Regions from separate parts of the Sus scrofa genome. Here region 1 is linked to region 2. A link is a contact called in public HiChIP or PLAC-seq data. All regions are on one chromosome and are shown on one strand. Each heading gives the region's core, a stretch centred on a gene start, on an enhancer-like site or on the middle of the called end of the contact. The rest is flanking DNA. Distances are from core to core; before and after follow the strand shown. Region 1 holds the start of TOP1 (DNA topoisomerase 1). Region 2 has its middle 34 kb from the start of TOP1.

The links. HiChIP or PLAC-seq counts read pairs in DNA pulled down with a chosen protein or histone mark.
Region 1: an H3K27ac HiChIP or PLAC-seq map of alveolar macrophages shows a contact between it and region 2. The contact joins the promoter of TOP1 here to the enhancer-like site in region 2. A contact is called at or near these places in 4 of 47 Hi-C or Micro-C datasets (embryonic fibroblasts, epiblast stem cells, fetal liver and 1 more) and 2 of 2 datasets of contacts at active chromatin or transcription factors (alveolar macrophages and skeletal muscle).

What each region holds. Positions count from the first base shown.
Region 1 is chr17:43,707,939-43,712,845 of Sscrofa11.1, reverse strand. TOP1 (DNA topoisomerase 1) reads right to left here and starts at 2,576. Exons shown (of 21, transcript XM_021078395.1): 1 at 2,234-2,576; 2 at 1,886-1,910. The coding sequence starts at 2,266.
Region 2 is chr17:43,673,492-43,678,622 of Sscrofa11.1, reverse strand. No RefSeq gene overlaps it. Among named protein-coding and RNA genes, the nearest start is that of TOP1, 34 kb to the left of the region's middle. Within about 2 kb of position 1,367, at least 26 of the 83 cell types and tissues checked have an H3K27ac peak or open chromatin away from gene starts, as enhancers often do. A contact at or near this core is called in alveolar macrophages, embryonic fibroblasts, fetal liver and 1 more, where this site is marked.

The sequences.
Region 1 (4,907 bases), core at 1,327-3,826, 33 kb before region 2:
TCAAAGTCAAAAGAACATTTATTTATTCTGTATTAAGATCCTACCTTCTTCCAAGAGAGGTCAAAAGGACATCCTCATCTGACACATCCTTTCTTTGCTTCCACATCCCAAAGAAACATATCTACACTCTGGCTTTCTGAACTGCAAGGGCCTCATCTCCCTCTTTTAAAACCCTGATAGGCTGACTGAACAGTTAGGAAATACTCTAACCCCTGACACTCAGCACCTAGTCTTGCACAACACCCAGCTACCTCCTCTGAGAAATTTCCCCACCCCCAGACTGAATGCCCTAGTCACCCAAAGCATTTCGGGTATACATATGCCCCAGCACCTACCTTATAATTAACTAATTATGTCTCCCCAGATAGACTGGATTGAAGGCAAGAACAGCAGTGTCCGGGCCAAAGATTCAACTTTAGTACTTAGCACAGTGCTGGGCACATCTCTCAGGTGCTCAAAAACTGTTACATTTTAACCAGATTCTCTCCTCTCCCCTAGTACTATCTCCTGCTGGATGCCCTACTCCAAAATCTGAACATAAGGCTGCTCTGCTCTCAGTAGAGCAGGCTAACACGATGGACTGCTGATTACAACATCAGAAAACCTACTCATCAGCTTCTCCCATTGGAGAGATTCCCGGAACCCAAACTCAACTGAGCAGAATTATGTATACCATCAGAATGGGTGGGAATTCCCAGCACACTACAGAGGGTGCCTTCTCCTCCAAAAGGATTGCTGAAAAGCTCACAGGGGAAGCTTTTCCTGGGGAATCTTCACTGAGCAACTGAACTGGAAATACTCAGAGTAAGTGCCTTGATTTGGCTGAAAAGGGTTCAAAAATATGAACATCTGGCAAAAGTCAGCTAGCTCTCAATTCCTGAAAAACAGTGGCTTCTGAAGAAGAATGAGCAGGAAGAATGGGTGCTGGCCACTCTTTGTTTCAATAAATAAAATCTTTTTTTTCTGACCCACAGCCCACAAGAAAAGGCCAGTACTCCAGGCCAGATGAGATGCTGAACAACCTTTCCTCCTGACAACCACATGAAACTGCGTTAGAAAAACACTGCTTTGGGAATCTCAGCCCCAATGAAAAGTTCTAGTCGGTGTTACTTTACTTAAAAAAAAAAAAAATCTATATGCCCAAGTCCAACATTGGATGGCCCACAGACAACTTGTAAACTTTCTGAAAGTAGATACCACTACCCTGGCAAAGAACACAACTTGGGGAAAGCAATCTCAAAAGGTGAAGAACTCCACAAAGGAGGGCTTTAGTTTTAGAGCCCTAATTCTAACCATCAAACATCTCACCGAAGGGGTGGGGGGATCAACAGTTGCTCAAGGGTATCTTTCATTCTGGAAGCAGAAAAGGAAACAAACAAGAAGCAGTAGGGGAATAACCCCTCAAATAAAGTTCTCTTTGGAAAAAAATAGTAACAATTCAGGCTCCCACCCTTCCCTCTGCTGAGGTCTGTGATTTATATGGCTTTGCTCTGCAGAAAGCTCTTTCTGGGCAGCTCAGGGAAGGAGCCGAGGGAGGGAGAGAAAGAGACACAAGCACAGAAAGGAGAGGAGAGAGAAAAAGAAAATGGCGCAGAGACTAAGTCCCGACTGTCGACAGGGCGACTTTCCCGGGAGGAATCCGGGCCCGGAAAGGCTGCCCGACGCCCGGTGACGGGCGACGCGGGGTCTCCGTTGCCCCCTCTTGGGAGGGCCGCGATATGGGGGCAGTGGGGTCCCCGGAAAGGGGGTCCAGAGGCGGCCCGATGGGAACAATGGGGCCGGTGAGCGAGAAGCCGGGACTTAGTCTCTGGGACGCCATGTCTGTCCTCTGCCCGGCTCGGGCCGGGCGGCCGGGGACCCGGGGTCGGGGAGGGGGCACACTCACCATTCAGTCGGAAATCCGCCTCGATCTGGGGAGAGAAAAGGAGGGACCGTGAAACAACAGGCACATTCACCCCGCGGCGGCCGGCGGGCGAGCGCGCGCGGCCGTGGGCCGGTCCCACCCTGCGCCCCCCGGGATGGAGGGGCCCCGGGAACGGCCGCCAGGGCCCGCCAGCCCCCCAAAATTGGAAGTTGGCGGCTTCCGCCCGGGGAGCCCATCGCCTCCGGCCGGCCGCCCCTACCCAGGGGTTCCGGCCTGTCAAAGCGGCCAGGCCGAGGCCGGGGCCTGCGCCGGGGGTCTTGGAGGGCCGGGGCGGCGCCGGGGACCCAGGCGGGTCGGGCAGGGCCGTACCTGGGAATCGGTGTGGAGATGGTCCCCACTCATGTCGGCAGGAGTGGCGAGTGCGGCGGGCGGCGAGGGGCGCCGAGGAGACGCAGACGGTCGCTACCGGCCTGTGCGGGTGGACAGGGGCTTCCGGAGGCTCCCGAAGGCTCCCGGAAGCGCGAGTAAACGTCGGCGGGGCGGGCCTGAGACTCCCGGTAAGGCTGAGGCGGCGACAGCGGCGGCGACGCTGACTGACTGCCGGGCGGGAGGCGAGAGCAGACCCCAGCAGTTGTGTAACAGCCTAAGTTCGCATTTCGGCTCACTGCGCCTGCGCGGCCGCTTTTAAATGAGACGTCGCTGACGTCAGAGACTCGCGGAAGGAGGCCGAGGGTTGTGGGGCCCGCCCCCTCGCACTTCCCAAGGAGGACCTGGCTTTGCATCGTAAGCCCCGCCCCTTAGTCCTCGCGCGCCGCTGTGATTTGCATGAGAAGTTGACTCCTCCCACGGCCGCACATCCTGAGCAGCCTTCTTTTCCTCTCCCAGCGCCTTTTCTCGGAAACCAGGCCCCTCCCCTAGGCTGTGCGCAGGCTCAGCCCGGACACCGCCTCCGGACCGGGGCCGGCCACTCGGCCACGTGGTGGGCCTTTAAAGGCCGCGGCGGGACCGCGCCAGGCCTGGTCCGTGCTTCTGTCTCGCTTTTTCCTCTTCTCGGAGATTCAGAAACCCTGGCGTTCAGGGCCCCTGAGCTCTCACCGGCTATTCCTCTCTCGTTAACCATACTCCGAGGCTATTTGATGGGAGGAGCTCCTTCCCCAGCCTTTGTCCAGGCTTTCCAATTCCTCGATTATTTCATGCTTTCTTAAAATTTATTTTATTTTTTTTCAGCCCACCAAAAGTCTGGTTTAGCTCCCGTTTTCAGTCGGGTACGTGTGGCCCTGGGTCTCAAGAGGCCTAATTTCATTAGTTCTTTCTTCAGACCTTCCTGAGCCAGGAATTGCGTTAAGAAAAAGGATAGGATAGGGACCAAAGAGAACCAGATCGCGGGGTGAACACGACCTGGCTCTGTGCCCTGCTGTATCCTTAGCGCGCAAAGAGGCCTAGGGGAGAGGAATTGGAGAGAGAACTGCCGCTTATGGAGCATCTACTCTGCTCTGATTTGACACAATAGCTCTTTGAGGTCGCCTATTTTACTAAAGTTTAATTGTGTCAGAGATAAGTGACCTACTAACTGCCTACTTGACATCTCCTTTTGGATACCTCACAAACTTCCCTAAACTCACCATCTTCCTCCACCACCCAGTTAGAAAAGCTCCACCCTGGACATCTTCCTTTTCTTTCTCATTCATCCAGCTGATTGCATGTTTTCAATCTTTCCCTTGGCCACACACCTGTCGAAGTCTGCATTATCTCTTGCTTGGATTATACTACATAATACATTCCTAACAGGGATCCCTGCTTCCCTTCTGGCCCTCTCACAAGTTGCTCTGCAACAGTAGCCAAAGTAATTTCTCTACACCAGATCTATTATCCCCTCCAACAGTACTTCTCATCTTAGTACAAAGTTCAAAGTTCTTTTTTTTTTTTTTTCTTCCTGGTCACACTCATGCATGCGGAAGTTCCCTGTCTGGGGATGAAACGTGCTACAATTGTAACCAGAGCCACAGCAATGACAACCCAGGATTCTTAACCCACTGGACCAAGAGAGAACTCCATAAACCAATCTAATTTTGAATTCTGCTCTTCTGTTGATTAGCTGTGTGACTTCAGGAAAGTTGTTTAACTTCTCTGAACCCCTATTTCCTCATCTGGACAATGGCGATAATGGTGAAAAAAATTTTTAATTAACATATAGTTGATTTACAATGTTCTGTAATGGTGGAATTTTAAGGTTTTGTTTTTTTTGTTTTCTTGTTTTTGTTTTTTTTTAAGTTGTTTGAGAATACAAGGCTACTAATTGATGAGTTTTGGATTCAAACTCAGGTCTGCTTGACTCCACAGCTATGCTCTTTCTCTCAAGCAAGCTACCAAAACCAGTTTCATCTTGCTTTCGGTGTCTTTCTTCATAGTCCTCCCATCTCGGAATTAATCCCAGGCCACCAGGTGAGGCGTGTGACTACTACCTGTTTGCTGCAGTCAGGCCAAAGTAACTCGAGGACTGCCTTAAGGAATAATAGCGCCTCCCACCACTACTCCTCCACCATCCCCTAAAGCCGGGGAAACTCTGCATGCATTTTCCAGGTACCTCCAAGGAAAATCTGGGTAGGCCTAAAAACACACACTCCAAAATGACACACCAAGCATGGTCCCTGTGCACAAATATGCAGGTATCTGGGTGTCTTGTCACAGGCTGCACTTCTTTGCCAACATACAAGGCTGGCAGTGCTCAGAGGGTGGTTGGCTTACCCAAGGCCACATGGCCATTCTCTGACTCCTGATACTTCAATCTGGTATCCCCAGGATATGGTCCACTAACCCTAGTACTTGGGGAGATTATAGGTAATACAGACATTTTAATTTTAAATCATTATGTAAATATTTCCATGTGTGTGAGGGAAAAAATTTTAACCACCACATCAAATCCATGATTTTAAGGATATCACTGTTTAGGATGAAGCTTTTTAAAAAGTTGGCCGGGGAGTTCCCATCGTGGCTCAGTGGAAATGAACCCGACTAGTATCCATGTGGACATGTGGACGTGGGT
Region 2 (5,131 bases), core at 118-2,617:
CCCAGGGTCTGTGAGCTGGACTGACAACACCGTTCTTGTTCTCTGTTCCCCTACAATGCTCCTGGCTCCGAAACCTCCGGCTCTCGGTCCTACTCACTCGCCCACACCCACGCCACACAAAGCCTCATCAGAGGCTTCTTCAAGAATTGCAAGGTCTGGGAGCCAGCCACCCCAGACTCAGAAGAGGCCTCCCTGCTCTGTCCTGCTTGGTGCTGCAGGAGGACTGACCACCTCGTTGCTATCCCACTTCCATCCAACACGTATTTATTGGTCATCTACTCTGGGACAGACTCCGAGGACACCAGGGGCTGGAAGAGAGATGAGGCCCCAGCGCTTTGGGAGATACATCCTGGTAGGAAAAAGACCACAAACAGGAAAAGGGGGTCCTGGCTGAGGAGCTGTTTGGATTCTAAAACTAGCAGTTCTTCGGGGCTTAGAGGGAGTGATGCAGGGAGAGAGGAGGTGTGGGGATGATGTGAGCCCGGTGAAGACAGGGACCATGGCCCATGTGCCCTTGAATCCTCAGTGCCTGGTCCAGAGTAGGAGATCATTAAACACTGAATGAATGAGTGAATGGATGATATAATACTGACTGAGACAGAGGACAAAGCTGGGGGCTTGCTTTTTCTTAAAATTTAATTTCATTTTTCTTTTTAGGGCCTCATCTGTGGCATATGGAAGTTCCCGAGCTAGGGGTCAAAACGGAACTGTAGCTGCTGGCCCACGCCACAGCCACAGTGATGCCAGATCTGAGCCGCATCTTCGACCTATACCACTGCTCGCGGCAATGCCGGATCCTTAACCCACTGAATGAGACCAGAGATCGAACCTGTATCCTTATGGATACTAGTCAGATTCTTAACCTGCTGAGCCACAATGGAAACTCCTAAAATTTTTTATTGAAGTATAGTTGATTTACAATGTAGTTTAGTTTCAGGTGTATAGCAAAGCAATTATATACATATATATATATATATATATATATATGCACACACACACACATATATATATTCTTACAAATATATACTTTTTTGAAAATTTAATTGAAGTGTAGTTGATTTATAATGTTGTGTTAATTTCTGCTGTGCAGCAAACTGACTCCGTTATACATATATATTCCTTTTTCATAGTCTTTTCCATTGTGGTTTACAAAGCTGGGGGCTCTGAGATGGCCTTACCTCTATGGTCCCCTCTACTGCCCACTGTTCCACGGGGCCTGGACCCCAGTCCCAGACAGGTCAGCTCTGCTCCACTTGGATTCGTCCTCTGATGTCTCCTAGTCATTCCCCACCCAGGTCCAGCTCGGGGCCACCGTGGTCTGGACAGCCCTATCCACCAGTCTCCCTACTTAGCAACTTGTTGAGTGGAGACATCAAGTGGTCAGACCCTGGAATGGCAGTGGTCAAGCCAAAGACTTGGAGGGACTGAGCCCTCAGGATGAATCCTGATCCAGTCACGGTGGGGTCTTGATCCTCTATCCACAGTGAAACTTATCCCGGCTGAGCCCACATTCCAGCCCTGGAAGGAGCTCTATCTCTGGTCATATCCTGAAACCCCATCTCTCCAAAGAGTACCCCTAGTTTAAAATTCATCTATAATGACCTGATGTCACTTAAAAAAACAAACAAACAAACAAAAAAAACCTCTCTTTTGTTTTTTTAGGACCACACCTGTGGCATATGGAGGTGCCCAGGCTAGGGCTCAAATTGGAGCTGTATTCACTGGCCTACACCACAGCCAGAGCAAAGCCAGATCTGAGCTGCATCTGCAAACTACACCACAGCTCACGACAACGCTGGATCCTTAACCCATTGAGGAAGGCCAGGGATAGAATCTGCATCCTCATGGATACTAGTCAGATTCTTTTCTGCTGAGCCATGATGGGAACTCCAAGAAAACAAACAAATAATCAAAAACACCCCCCCTTTTATTGAAGCATAACATACACTTAGAAAAGTGCCCAGAGCACAAGAATTTTCACAGGTCAAAGAACATCCAGGTAATCAACACCCATTGCCAGCCTCCCAGAACCCCTCACACACTCCCTTCCAGCCCCTCCCTCCCAGGTTAACCTCTCTCCTGCCTCCTAGCTGCATATATTAGTTTTGCCTATTTCTATACTTCTATATACAGTGGACCTTGAACAATTTGTGTTCAAACTTCTCTGGCCCACTTACATGTGGATTTTTTTTTCAATAAGTATAGTACTTGAGTTTTCTTTTCTTTTCTTTTTCTTTTTTTTTTTCTTTGTCCTTTTAGACTGCTCTTGTGGCATAGGGAGGTTCCCAGGCTAGGGGTCGAATCGAAGCCAGCCTACACCACAGCCACAGCAATGCAGGATCCTTAATCCACTGAGTGAGGCGAGGGATCAAACCCACAACCTCATAGTTCCTACTCGGATTCCTTTCCACTGAGCCATGACAGGAACTCCCCAAATTTTTTTTTAAAAAAGAAAACAAAACCAAAAACTAGGGCTTGAGTCCCGATTCTGTCCAAAGGGTTTCAGCTTCCTGCCTTGGGGGAGTGCTTCATTTTCGAGGCAGTGATAGCTGTGTGGGGATTTTTGACTGCCTGTGGGTTGCCAGCCCAACCCCCATGTTGTTCAAGGGTCAGCTGTATTGGATATTTTATTTTTTGTTTTGTTTTTCTGGCTGCACCCGTGGCATGTGGAAGTTCCTCGGCTAGGGATTAAACCTGAGCTGATGCAGTAACGACGCCAGATCCTTAACCTGCTGCACCGCAAGAGAACTCCAGGTCAATTATACTTGAAATCATACAGTATATACATTTTGATGTCTGGCTTCTTTTGCTCAACACTGTGTCGGTGAAATTCATCCATATTTCTGTGCATACTTATTGATAGTTCATACTCATTAGTGTTTATGTTTCACAAACCCACTGAGAATCTAGCCAAAGGGATTAAACTCAAGTCTGATCAAGTCTCTGGGTCCAGCTGCCAACTTGTAGGAAGCATGGAAGCAAACACTGACACATCTCCCAAATACATACCCTCATAAGGGACCACTTCATCACTTACCTGCTTATCCTTAGTAACCCTTAGCTGAACAGATGTTTTGAAGCACTTAACCTTGGAGGATTCCCTAGGAAGCCACTCTTATTACTAAACTGGCCTTCAGCCTTATACTGTGGGCCTTCATTAAGAAGGCTTATTAGAGGAGTTCCCTTGTTGCACAGCATGTTAAGGATCTGGCATTGTCACTGCAGAGGCTCTGCTTGCTGCCGTGATGCGGGTTCAATCCCTGGCCTGGGAATTGCTGCATGACCATGGGTACTGCCAAAAAAAGAAAGAAAAAAAAAACCCCAAAACAAAAAAACAAACAAAAAACTTATTAGAAACAGCCCTAGGAAACCAGTTGCAAGATTTATTGTCAGGATCTTGCCAAGGACAGTGTTCATTCATTTTGTCATGGCCTCTCCATGACAACCCCAGAATAAATTTCTTCCACAACCTAGTACTAGGAACAAGCATTTTCCTTGGGGGAACACTTTTGCTTTTAGCTGACAGGGCTTATGAATTGTGTGATGGATCTTGTTGCTCTTTTCACAGTGGTTGCTAAGAAGCTCAGAGCCAGATCTGTGGCCCAGGCTCCCCAGTGCCTAGGACCCTGAGCAGTGCTATCCACACTAACTTGACCAGTGGCTGCTCTCAGCTTTCCTTCTCCCATTCCTCTGTTTCTATTTCTCTACCTTCTTTTTTTTTTTTTTTTTTTTTTTTTTTTTTTTTTTTTTACCTTTTCTAGAGCCGCTCCCGTGGCATATGGAGGTTCCCAGGCTAGGGGTCCAATTGGAGCTGCAGCTGCCGGCCTACACCACAGCCACAGCAACGTGGGATCCTTAACCCACGGCGCAAGGCCAGGGATGGAACCCACACCCTCTTGCTTCCTAGTGGGATTCGTTAACCACTGTGCCACGATGGGAACACCTTTTTTTTTTTTTTTTTTCTTTTTGCAGCCCCACCTGCAGCATATGGAAGTTCCCAGGCTAGGGATCGAATCAGAGCTGCAGCTTCTGGCCTACACCTCAGCCACAGCAACACCAGATGCAAGCTGCATCTCTGACTTAAGCCACAGCTTGCAGCAATGCTGGATCCTTAACCCCACTGATGGAGGCCAGGGATCAAACCTGCATCCTTATAGAGACTATTTTGGATTCTTAACCTGCTGAGCCACAGTGGGAACTCCACCTTTTCACTCTTGAATTGCCAGTTCTTAAGGGCTACAGGGAAGTGGCCACTTCAGGAACATGGACATAAGAGTAACAAGGTTGGCTTTGAGAGTTCCGTGCAAAGACCAGTCAAGTCTGTTTGGAGCAGAAAACTGCTAAGGCTCCAGATGGAGACAGGACGGCTCCCAGGCATGACATTTGCTGATACCCTGCGTTTGTCTGGTCACTGGTGAGCTCTCCAGTTCCCAGCACAGCCTCTTCTCACACTCCTGCCTGGGAATTAATAGACCAGGTTCCGATCTTGGCATGTGACCGACTTCCCCCTTCCGACTGTGAAGGTTGACCGCTTCCTATGTGTGTGTCTCCCGCAAGCACAGGCAACAATCAAGCTGTCACTAAAACAAGAGGAGATTTATGACTTTCAGCTAAAAGAACCGTTTTTACAGGAGGGATACTTGATGGGTCCCAGCTGTGGCGGCCTGCGCAGACTGGGGGCTGGAAGGTGTTCTGAGCACCTCTGCCTCGTGTTTCCTGCACCATATCCAACCCCGGAGTCCAGACCTGGAGCCAGCAAGTCAGATAAAGTGGGAGGGGGGAACGTGAATCTGGGACTCTAGGCTCTTCAGGGCTTTTTTTTTTTTTTGTTTGGGTCTGGTTTTTGCTTTTTGCAGAGCTGGAAGGCAGCTTTCCAAATGGTCCCTGTGAAGTTCCTGTTGTGGTTCAGTGGGTTAAGAGCCCGACATAGTGTCTATGAGGATGTGGGTTTGATTCCTGGCCTCGTTCAGTGGGTTAAGGATCTGGTACTGCCCCAAGCTGCAGTGTAGGTTGCAGATGCAGCTCGGATCCCTCATTACTCTTGCTGTGGCTGTGGTATAGGCTGTAGCTCTAGCCTTGATTCAATCCCTAGCCTGGGAACTTCCATATGCTGCAGGTGTGGCAATAAAAA